Linked DNA regions of Xenopus tropicalis: region 2 is linked to region 1. Evidence: chromatin contacts called from public Hi-C data. All regions are on one chromosome and are shown on one strand. Each heading gives the region's core, a stretch centred on a gene start, on an enhancer-like site or on the middle of the called end of the contact. The rest is flanking DNA. Distances are from core to core; before and after follow the strand shown. Region 1 holds the start of nr5a1 (nuclear receptor subfamily 5 group A member 1). Region 2 overlaps lhx2 (LIM/homeobox protein Lhx2).

Region 1 (5,737 bases), core at 1,019-3,518:
TTAAACAAAAATAAGTACTGCACTGATTGGCTCTGCAGTGGATCGTAGCAGTGTTTATATGAAATCCATGTTCACATTTTGATAAATATGCCCCTAAAATCATATACCAGTAAAGAGGGAGAGGTGGAGTTCTTCTCTGCCAAACAGCGGAAAGCTTTATTTTTGCTAATTAATAAATGTGCTCCACAGACAGAGCTAAATAAAAGAAAGATTTATACGGTGTAGGTTGAGATTTGTAAGTGTAAACAGAGTATGTATAAATAATCTGCAAGATGTACACATACACTTGGGGTATATTTATTTGTTTACCAAAGTGAGAAGAGACCGTTCAGCGGGAGAGAATTCCAAAGCTCTATTCACTTATATACGATCATTCAAAATCTCATCTGGTGAACTGTGGCAAACTGCCTGTTCTCCCCTTTGATAAATATGTCCTTCACATAAAAATACTCTGACATACAGTTGCCATAAAAAATTTCCAAATACTTGTTCTGACCTTGTGTAATTTATGTTTTTTTTTTCTTGAAATAGCCGATCTTGTGTGTTTCCTTCTACTGCGCCTGGCTATTCTGTGCTCATTATGCTGTTGTCCATTTTTGCCCCATAACGACAGAAAGATCTGCCAGACTTTTAGATTGTAAGCTGTAATGCACAGAGCTCCCCCTTACCCAGGTATTGGTCAATATTTGTATATATATATAATCTGTATGATTGATGTAGACACCCTTCTATTGTACAGTGCTGCTAAATATGTTAGGGTTTTATAAATACAGGTATGGGATCTATTATCTGGAATGCTTGGGTTTTTTCAGATAAGGGATCTTTCTGTAATTTGGATCACCAAATTTGAAGGTATGAAAGGGGCCCACTATATTCACTTTCTGAATGCACTCACAGCTCAGAAAACCTAAAATTCATATGAACATTTAAATAAAGTCAATAGGATTGTTTTGCCACCAATATGGACTTCTGCTGATTAGTTGGGATCAAGTACAAGGTAGGTACTGTTTAATTTTTAAAGAGAAAAAAGAAATTATTTTTTAAAAATGAGAATTATTTACGTAAAATTGACTCTATGGGAGATGGCCTTCTCGTAATTTGGAGCTTTCTGGTAATGCGTTTGCCTAATAAAGGGTTCCCATACCTCTACACCTATAAAATATCAGCATATCAAAGATAGACTTCCCATACTTCTGAGCTTACTGGATAAGGAATCCCATACCTGTAATTATTAATAATGATTACAGAATTAAAACACATTCAGTATGTCTTACTCCCCCATGATATAGTATTTGGAGAGTTCCACCTTTGGGGATATTCAGAGTTGTATAATGAAAAGAGTCATAAAAAAAATTGAACAAAAAAAAAAATATATATATATATAGTTAGTTAGTATTTAGGTCAGCACTCATGTATCTAGGTGAAAGCTTGCCTGGGTGCAATCCTTGCTTGTATACAAATAAACACATCAAGGAAGTGATTTGAGTAAAAACGTTTTGGCTTGATCCCTAGCCTTGACAAATAATATATATATATATATATATATATATATATATATATATATATATATATATATATATATATATATATTATGTATGTATATATGTACCTGTGGGTGTGTAATAATCCTGAGGAGTTTGGCACAACAAAGGACTCAAGTAATCATTATTGAAATCATTATTGAAAATGTATTAAATGCTTCATACACCATCAAAAAATGTGTGTGTGTATGTATAAATATATATATATATATATATATATATATATATATATATATATATATATATATATATATATATACAGTATATGTGTGCACATTTGCCTAATAGTTGTCAAATCCCATTTTCACACAAGACCACAACATTCTGAGAGATATCACATTTTTTATTTGTATATGTAAAGCCCTTTCCCTGCTTAACAAAGGGAATCTGCCCCTTGCTTCCAAGCATAGGGCAATAGGATAAGCTTTATGTCGTTCAGATCTGATATATCTTTTATATATGAAATATTTTATAATTTGCCATTTACATTATTCGGGACAGGTTCTCCGAAAAACAACAGCAAGAAAGGCCCTGATTTCTTATCATTAGTAGTATATAACGAACTGTACAGGTGCGACTGGCCGCCAACCCATCCCTATTGTCGCAGCGACCCTTTTCCCCTTACCTTGCAGCTCTCGCAAGTCAACAGTCCATAGTGATATCCGGATACTTTGTCCCCGCACACAGGACACAGCTCGTCCAAATCTTCATCATAATTGTAATCCATCCCCTGACTCTGGCTCCCTGTGTGTGCGACAGATAGAGACAACGGGCCATCAGCTTGTCCGTCCGGCTCCTGCTGCATCATCACTTATTAAAGGGGTACACCCTCATATTCGTCTAAGGCATACATCCCTTGTCAATCACTACTTGTGCAGCTTGGAACAGGGCAAACTATGTGTGTGTGTGTGTATGTATTATACATACATACATACATACATACATACAAACATGGGAATATATATTATACAATCGATTAATAATAAACAACCTCTTCTTTTGTCCTTAAAACATTTTACAAATCAAAGAGAACGTTTTCTTTAATATAAAAAAAATCCCAATTTTCATTTTGGCATTCCAAAGCTTGCTTAATTCAAATTATTCCACGAAACTATCGCCGACGAATGCATTTTAGAAGTGTGTCTATATCATCTACACAGGAGAATCATGTTAAATGCTAAGCTAAATGAAATGCACATTTTCGTCATGTCTGATATGGATTTTTTTTATTTATAGTATGGTTGAAATTTAAAAAAATGAATGTATATATCTAACTATAATAGTAATATGTATATTTTCATCTGTCTGAAATCTGCGTATTTAACCTTTAAATCAAAATCCGAGATAAAATACTAAATCGTTAAGATGCGCAGACGAATGCAATTTCTGAAATGCAGTTTTTACCAAATAGCGCAAACTGATGGACACATATATCCATTAAGTGATACAATGTAAACTGCAAAAATATTTCAATTTGATGGTAGCAAAGTCAATGTTCAATGAACACTTTGTATTCGTCCTGAAGGGAAAGTTGATCTAAATGGAAACCTTGAAATGTATCCATTAAAAAACAATTTAATCTTTGTATGCATACAGTTGATTATATATTTTAGTTTGGCCGAGTGCGGTACAATATAGTGAATCTGTCTTGCATGTGTACATTTATTTATTTCATATAAATAATATATATGCGTTATACTATAATTAGTTTAATTTGTCAGGGTAGGTAGATAAAATTGCCACCCATATCCTGAATTACTGGGTGCTGACTATTCCCCACTGTGACCACTTTAGGAAAGACAAATAACAATAAATAGTGCTTCATTATTAACACCCTGCTGGTATAGAAGTTTGGCATTGCATCCATTTTCGAAATAAAGCAATAATATCCAACGTAATATTATCCAGTCGCATATAAATGTCTGTGTGGGTAGAAGGGTGCCTATAGGTTGTATGCAGTATCTCATATCTGCTATTGCAACACAAAATGAATATGACCAATTGTGTCTAGCTAATCAGTCATATACCAGAGTATATTTATAATTAGTATGCGCTAATAATTATAATAAATGCGTCCACTACAGTAAAGCAAGAAGGCGCTGTTCCTTACCACTGTAATTTGGCAGGTTGTGATGATCTTGGCCAGTTCTGCAGTTCAGCTCCACTTTGGAAAGCATATAAAGGGGGACCAATCTGTTATACAAATCTCTGGCTGCAGTAAGGAACCAACGTGCTGCCTTCTTCTCTCACACCCAGAGACACACCAAGGTTCACCATGTGTATTAGGCTTCAGTTTCCTATTTACACCTTCTGCCTCAATCCGTATTGGAGGAAAGGAGTTTAATGGATATGAGCAGCAACCAGTGCTTGCCTTGGCCCCGCCCACGCTTCGGGACATTTAAACAGCAGTGACAGCCGGTTTCCTATGGGTGTGGGCAGGGAGGGGGCTAGGCTGCTGCGCGGCTGCTGATTGGCTGTGATGCTGGCCAGTAGGGGACGATCTATATTACTCAGTTTGACTTGCGCCGCGGTTAACCCTCGATTCCCAGCTTCCTAGCGCAAAATCTGCGCTTGATTTGGTGCCTATAAAATAGGTTTGATTATGTTCAGCAGTATGAAAGGTGCTCTATGCGTGGTTGCACTTGCAATGCTAAGCTGCCCAGGTTTTTACTTGTAAAATACAGTTTAACAGATGCAGTGAACGCAAAGATGCAGCCAAATCTGTGCAACATACTGGGATGAAATAATACAGGGGTCAGGTTATGATGAGAGCACCTCTTCTGCATAAATAAATGTACATGGGTTTTGTGTTTAAAGGCGCTGGTAAATGAAAAACATTGACTAATGAAATAAAATGTAATTCTATCTTACTTACCAACATACATATATTACATTTTTTTTATTGGTATCAAATTTGTTTGCAAATGTAACAGCAAGTGAAAGCAATATCTGTCTGTCTCTCTTTGTCTCTGCACTCCTGGTTCTGACCCTTCAAACAAAGTAGTAGAATCTGTTATCTTTTCAGTGCATTGAATGCTTCTTCACAGGTCTGTCAGCAGGCTTTTACATTGTTCCAAAAGTCAAAACCACCAGAGAATAGCAAGGGGAAAGACAGACACTGCTTTCAATAGCAGTTACATCTACTAATCTTTTATACAACCTTTTTAACATTTTTAATGGCTGTGTATTGGACAATGGACTAGAATTGTGTTTTCTTTCATTAAACATCGTTTTATTTTAGGGTTTGCATTTGAAGGTATGAAAGGGGCCCACTATATTCACTTTCTGAATGCACTCACAGCTCAGAAAACTCAGAAAGCAGGCAAATAGTACTTTCATTTGTTCTAAATACAAAAAAATAATCCAGCACCATACAAAAAAAACTAAATATATAAAATCCTTGAACATTCCATTAAACGGCTGTAAAAACAGGTTGTTCGCGTTAAAGCGTTTCGGGTGTGATAGGTAACTTTATTACACAAAGTAGAAAGAACAGATGAAATATATTGCTTATCCGTATTATTATATTTCTCCGGTGTTTTATACATTTATGAGAAATGCAGACTAAAGCACAATTAGAGCATTACAAAGGTACAGGTTTGTATCATACCCAGTATTGTCCCACTAAATAACAATTGAGTCTCTCTCCTATCTCTATTTAATCTATCTATTTATCTATCTATCTATCTATCTATCTATCTATCTATCTATCTATCTATCTATCTATCTATCATCTATCTATCATCTACATCTATCTATCATCTATCTATCATCTATCTATATCTATCTATCTATCTATCTATCTATCTATCTATCTATCTATCTATCATCTATCTATCTATATCTATCTATATCTATCTATATCTATCTATCTCATCTATCTATCTATCTATCTATCTATCTATCTATATCTATCTCTATCTATCTATCTATCTATCTATCTATCATCTATCTATCTATCTATCTATCCATCAATCTATCTATCTATCTGTCTATCGTGTATAGTATAGTAAAGTTTTACAGTGTCTTTAGAGTGTCCCCATATGTGTGTTTGTGTGTACACATAAAATGTAAGATGAAGTAAACATGAATGTTTGTGTTACTGAATTAAATACATCCATGCCATTCCCCAGATATCGGTTTCTTTGTTATTCGTTATAGCCTTTTTAATTTAGTTTCTGTACTTTTTGTTTGCT
Region 2 (5,737 bases), core at 1,460-3,959, 710 kb before region 1:
ATTACTCACCTTTCAGGTATAAAGGCAAAAAGCTTTGCAAGTGAGTAGAGGAGATGAGGCTGCTCGCCCGAGGAGTTTAGCCAAGTGGCTCATCTTGTTTATGGATACGATGTTATAAAGAGTTTGTGTGCATTTGGGTGGGTGTTTAGGGCTTTTTATATATAATACATGGTTGGTACTGTTCACCGTGTTGGTGTACCAAGTGTCTGACTGATGGCAGCGACCTAGGTAACAAGTAGATTGGTAGGTTAATGGCAGGCGAGAGACCGATTAAATGTTTTTTTTTTTTTTAGACTTTTTTTTGCGACAGTGTGGACAGTTAAGCTTCATTGCATTCAAACAGTGTGAAAAGCGGGGATGTCTATCAATTCTTCCATTCATTGTAATCAGTTGCTGTCTTACTCAGAAAGCAAAGGGTTAAACAGATGCTTGTATTTTGTTTATTAATCAATAATGAATCAGAGGAAGGCTCATATATCCAAGCATCAGGTTACAGTTTGCCCAGGAACATTCCATAAATAACCCCCAAAGAGGGGGGAGGGGTGTGGACAGAGGTATCTGACTGCTTCATGCTGATAGAATTTGTTTTTATAATCAGCATCAGTAGCAAAAAGCCCTTGTGTTATTATTGAGGATCACCCTGTGCTACTGATAACGAGGAAAGCGACTGGATTGCGTCAGTCTGTCATGTAACAACAATATTTAGTTACGTGTATCCAGTTTGTGATAAGTAACATGATTCTGCTCAGCACCAAAGCCCTGCACCCAAACTTATTCTCCCCCAGCTCGTCTGGAATATATCGACTTGAATTCGTTGTGATAATGTCTATACGAATATCGGATCCGCAAACACTAGCCTTTCCAATGAAAACTAGGATGTAAAAAAAGACGCTATTGTTTTATATTTTTTTTGTTGTTGCCGTCTGTTTATTGTAGATTCATTGTTTCAAATTTAGAATGGAAATCGGTTTCATTGCGTTCAAATATGAACTTATAATTGGTTTGGGGATGGGAAACAGAAAAACGAACTAAGTTACATTCTGTCTGCAAATCGGTGATCTATATTATTTTATATCATAAAATGAAAGGAAGAAAGAAATCTGTTTCCGATTATGTCCTTCAATTTACTTTTAGCTTAATTACACAATTAGAATGTAGGTTTGGCTGTATGGAGAGAACTATGCTTAAAACTTAGGTTTGAGAGTGAATTCTAACAGTTTTCTCATTACTGATTTCTTCATTGCTGATTCAGAATAACTATATCTATATATTGGTTATCATAAATTACATCTAACTCAAGCGGTGTTGAACGAATGTAGATTCATTCTTTCTTTCTTTCTTTCTTTCTTTCTTTCTTTCTTTCTTTCTTTCTTTCTTTCTTTCTTTCTTTCTTTCTTTCTTTCTTTCTCATTCCTTCCTTCCTTCCTTTCTCATTCCTTCCTTCCTTTCTTTCTCTCTAACCATATTTATCTGTATCTGCTACTGTTTTTGAGATGGCGCAATTTTATCCCAGTGTGAGCACAAACCTAGATTGCATTGAACTCAGAAAGGCAGTAATTCTCTGATTCATATCTTTTTGCTGCGTCATGTGAGTGTTTAACCCTTATACCCCCAGAATGCCCTGGAAGGGATTATCTAGTGGAAGCCCACAGAACTAAAGCCTTCCCGCTTTAGCCCCCCCTCCCCGACTTGTTATTACAAATGCTAAATGGCTCCCATTGTGCCCCTCTAACTGGGCAAGCACTGAAGGCTTAGCTGGGCCAGTTTGGAAGTGGATGGATTTTGACAGGCAGAAAATAGCTCAGAAGGAAAGCAGGACTTCAAAAAGACTCCCCTTCTCCCTATGTGATAATTTCTCCCTTCACTTGGAGCAATTGCCATTTGATTGGCTTTTTTAGGTCAGGAAATCAGTTCTTGGGAGTCTGCTCCCCACAGAAGCACCTGTGATATTTGTTTAGAACTACACCCCTCAGTGAGTTTCATTGCCCCACAGTCCCTACACAGCAAGGGATATTTCATGTATTCATAGATGCCTTTACAGTGGGGGCACCACAGTGTCCCTATACACATTGAGGATGGCAGTTACATTCCTTTGGCTTGTTACAGGGAGGGGGGGGGGTACCCCAGGACTCAGACACAGGAACTGCTACACTTGTAAAGGGACATCTCCCCTAATGGCTAATAACTTTACCAAGAGCATGTTGTCTTACATACACTCTGTGTATGGGAAAATCATCCAATCGCTCTGTTTGTATAATTATATTTGTGTGTAGTTATAACTATTCTATCTATACTTCTCTCCAATTTGACACACACACACACACACACACATATATATATGTGTATATATGTGCATCTTTTTTCATCTTTCTAGTCTGCTATTGTTTTTTTAGTAGTACCTATAATGCACATATGTAGGGCAAATTAATAACCATAACACACCAATGGTATCTTTTTACAATAATTAATCCCGGCCTATTATAGTGGCAAGGAAATGAGCCTTCTGGTTGCTTCATTGTACCCATGGGACAGAAGTCATTTGGGATCTAGATTTGGGTCCTTCAAGCAGGGAGCTAATTCCCAGGGAAAATAAGGTATGGTGGGTATTGAGGGGAGTTTTTGTGTATGAGGACCCTCAGTATTGTGTTGCCTTTAGCTCTCCCCGGGCACTAGGAGATAAAGCGTCCTGCCTAATTCTTGCAGACAATAGATGGTTTAATGTCACAGGAAATGTGCTTCATGCAATTGGTCCCTGAGAGGGGAACCTCCCCCCCCCCCACTGAGTCATTCCCATTTTTGGCGTGGGATGCAGATCCTTCTGTGTTGGGATACCTGAGGGGCCCTCTCAAGTTTTGGTTGGTTTATTTGTAGCATAATAAAAGCATTTGTTTATTTGCGTCAAATGTACTTACATTTGTTTAACATAGGATAGGATTATAAACACACCAGTACATACACCATACACTCATTGAGGAAAAACTTGCAAAAACGAATTAGTTTATCTAGAACTAAACTTAATAGTTTGTTTTTTACTTAAACACACCAGACAATTGTTGGTTAACGATCCAGCGCTGCAAAAAACTGACGCAAGTACATTCGATCAACCCCCCCCCCCCAAAAACATTTTAGAAAAAAATATTCAGTATTCCACCAGGTTAAATTTGTCTGTCTGCAAAGTACTTTTGGTACAGCCAGGGTTCCTATTTGTTTAAATAATAGTGCCGAATATTTATATATTTCTTTGTAAAAAGAAAAAAATAATATAATGAATTTGAAATAAGTAATACTAATATTACACGCTAAAGGATAATGCAAAACAACAGCTAAAAAAGGAAAAAAGAAAAACGTGTTTAATACCAAAATTAAGTAAAATATAAAATCTAAGTAGTTAATAGCCAGAATGAAAGAAAACAAAATCAAGTTGTTTTTAAAACTGCATTTGTCCTGCACAAACTTCTTAAACTCTTTTACGAAACAGACTATCAGGAAAGATATATTCTATAAAATGTAATTATTTCATTAAAAACAGCATTTAATTTTTCCAGTGTGTCAGTATGTCAAGTTTATCATTATAAAAGTTTTAGAGGTAAAGGTCTCAGTGCTATTTGTGTTATGAATTCGTTTACGAAGCCAGTCGTAGATATATTTATTATGGAAAAACTGTATTCTTCTATGTTTAATCTGTTAGTAACAGAAGTGTAAATTTAACCATTTAACCACAATGGTTAATAAACACTCAGACCATGGACGATAGTCACATATTTAATTTTAAACTCACTAAAATGAAAACGCCAATTAAAAATGTGCTTTTTTTCCAGTTGTTGATTTATTGTCCTAAAGCGCTTTTTATTTTTTTTTTTATTGGGAATATAAGTAAATACTCTCACGATAGCGACGTTTGCATAAGAATAAGCTGCCCGCATTTCTAAAACTAGATTAGCCTTAAAATAAGAAAAATCAGTCTTTTAGTAAGTATTGGTGGGGGGGCTTTCTTTTTTGTCCCGAATACAAAAATCTGAAGTGAACAGATAATTGAATAGTCCCAGTGATGTGTGAACAGAGGTCTTTTATTTTTTGCGGCTCACTAGCTCCCCCTAGAGAGATACGAGATTACAGATGAGGAAAACTTTGATTCAAATGTCATGGTTTTACTAAATACTCAAAAATCAACAGAAAATGAGTGAAAATAGAAAAGGAGAACGAAAGGACAGCAATGTTTGCCCTACACTGACAGGCATAATACTGCTGAATTTCAGCAAAACTAATTATCAAAAAAAGTCAGCCCCATTTATCATTTTTCACACTTCTTTTACTTTTCATTTGTATGTATGTATGTATAACTTTATTTATAAAGCGCCACAAGGGTACGCAGCGCTGTACAATCTTACAGAATACAAAATTACACACAGGAAGGACAAGTGATATAATAAATAAATACAATAAATACATATATGTATATATATGTATAAGTGCCATGTGGTATGAGACACAGTGGGAAGGAGGTCCCTGCCCAGTAGAGCTTACAATCATTTATTGTTTGAAATATAGTTTATGGCAGTAATTGTGTTTTGTGGGCTGATCCAATTTATCTCACTTCCTAAGCAGATCATTTGATTGACTTTTGTAGCCCTGCTCAGGATTTTGGAAGAGTCTGGTTCCCAGAGCTGGTTTTAGAGCAGTTGTCCTTGGCCTTCCGACAAGTAGTGGGCTTGGAAAGAAAATGCCATTTCTAAAAGTACAAATGGGCATATTATGACATTATGTATAATAGTTGTTAGTTTAGTATTTATGTCAAGGGAAATTTCAGACAACCACTGCTCCTACTGGATATTGTAGTTTAGAGCAGCTGAAGGGCTGCAAGCCATCTCCCAACTGGACCATATTGTTTTTAAATGTTACCACAAGTTACAGAACTAGAATATAGCTGTTATTTATTCCATTATATAGTAACATTCCAAATATTGCTAAACTCTGTCAGCCAATGGCTGTAGGGAATGGGGTGCCAGAAATTATCTGAATAATGGCAATTGCCACATAAAGACTTAAGGGTAATGTGATAAAACTCACAAAAGTTGCTCCAGGTCTGGTATCCAATAGCAAACAACAATAGCACATTTAAGGGTCCCTTGTTTGAAAGCAAACACCTAATTGGTTGTTTTTAGCTACCAGACTTGGCGCAAACTTTGCAGCGTTTCCTTTTGCAGAGCTCTAATTGCTGCAGTGCTGGCATATTTCATCACTCATATGATCTTTTGTAGTAACATGGTCAAATCTTGCTTTTATCCAGTAACCATAGCAACCAAGGCAGGCATTTGTTTTTTTAGCATATTAAATACACAAGGCTGGTCTACGATAGCTGTTGATTGGTTGCTGTAGGTACTGTATGTGCAGAATTGAGAGATGAAAAATTCAGGGCAGAAATGAATGAAACTGGCACTGAAAAGGCATTAATAAGACTAAAATTACAGATAGGGTTATAGCACAAATGTAACTAGTGTTATATCTAATGTAACACTGGGGGTTCTTATATAGAATCTGTCAGTACAGTGGGGGGACATGTGTTCAAAATGTCTGGTATTGTCAGAGTATGGTAGTTAATAATTGGATCTGTTTACCTTCATACGGTGTAGTAAATAGATTCACAGACGTATCATTCACTTGGGTGGGATGGTCTACCCTAAAGGCCAATCAGATATGGACTGCAGGCTAAATTACTTAGTACAACTAGAATTAGAAC

What was found. Hi-C and Micro-C count contacts between places; a contact is called where the count stands out from the background.
Region 2: a contact with region 1 is called in a Hi-C map of neurula embryo, with 2.0 times the contacts expected there. The contact joins the enhancer-like site here to the promoter of nr5a1 in region 1. A contact is called at or near these places in 3 of 5 Hi-C or Micro-C datasets (brain, gastrula embryo and neurula embryo).

Annotation. Positions count from the first base shown.
Region 1 is chr8:28,839,366-28,845,102 of UCB_Xtro_10.0, reverse strand. It overlaps nr5a1 (nuclear receptor subfamily 5 group A member 1), which reads right to left and starts at 2,268. Exons shown (of 6, transcript NM_001145741.1): 1 at 2,167-2,268. The coding sequence starts at 2,268. All of the region lies in intron 2 of LOC116406769 (a long non-coding RNA gene), which reads left to right.
Region 2 is chr8:29,545,818-29,551,554 of UCB_Xtro_10.0, reverse strand. The region is part of intron 3 of lhx2 (LIM/homeobox protein Lhx2); the gene reads left to right. Among named protein-coding and RNA genes, the nearest start is that of lhx2, 18 kb to the left of the region's middle. Within about 2 kb of position 2,709, at least 1 of the 11 cell types and tissues checked has an H3K27ac peak or open chromatin away from gene starts, as enhancers often do. A contact at or near this core is called in neurula embryo, where this site is marked.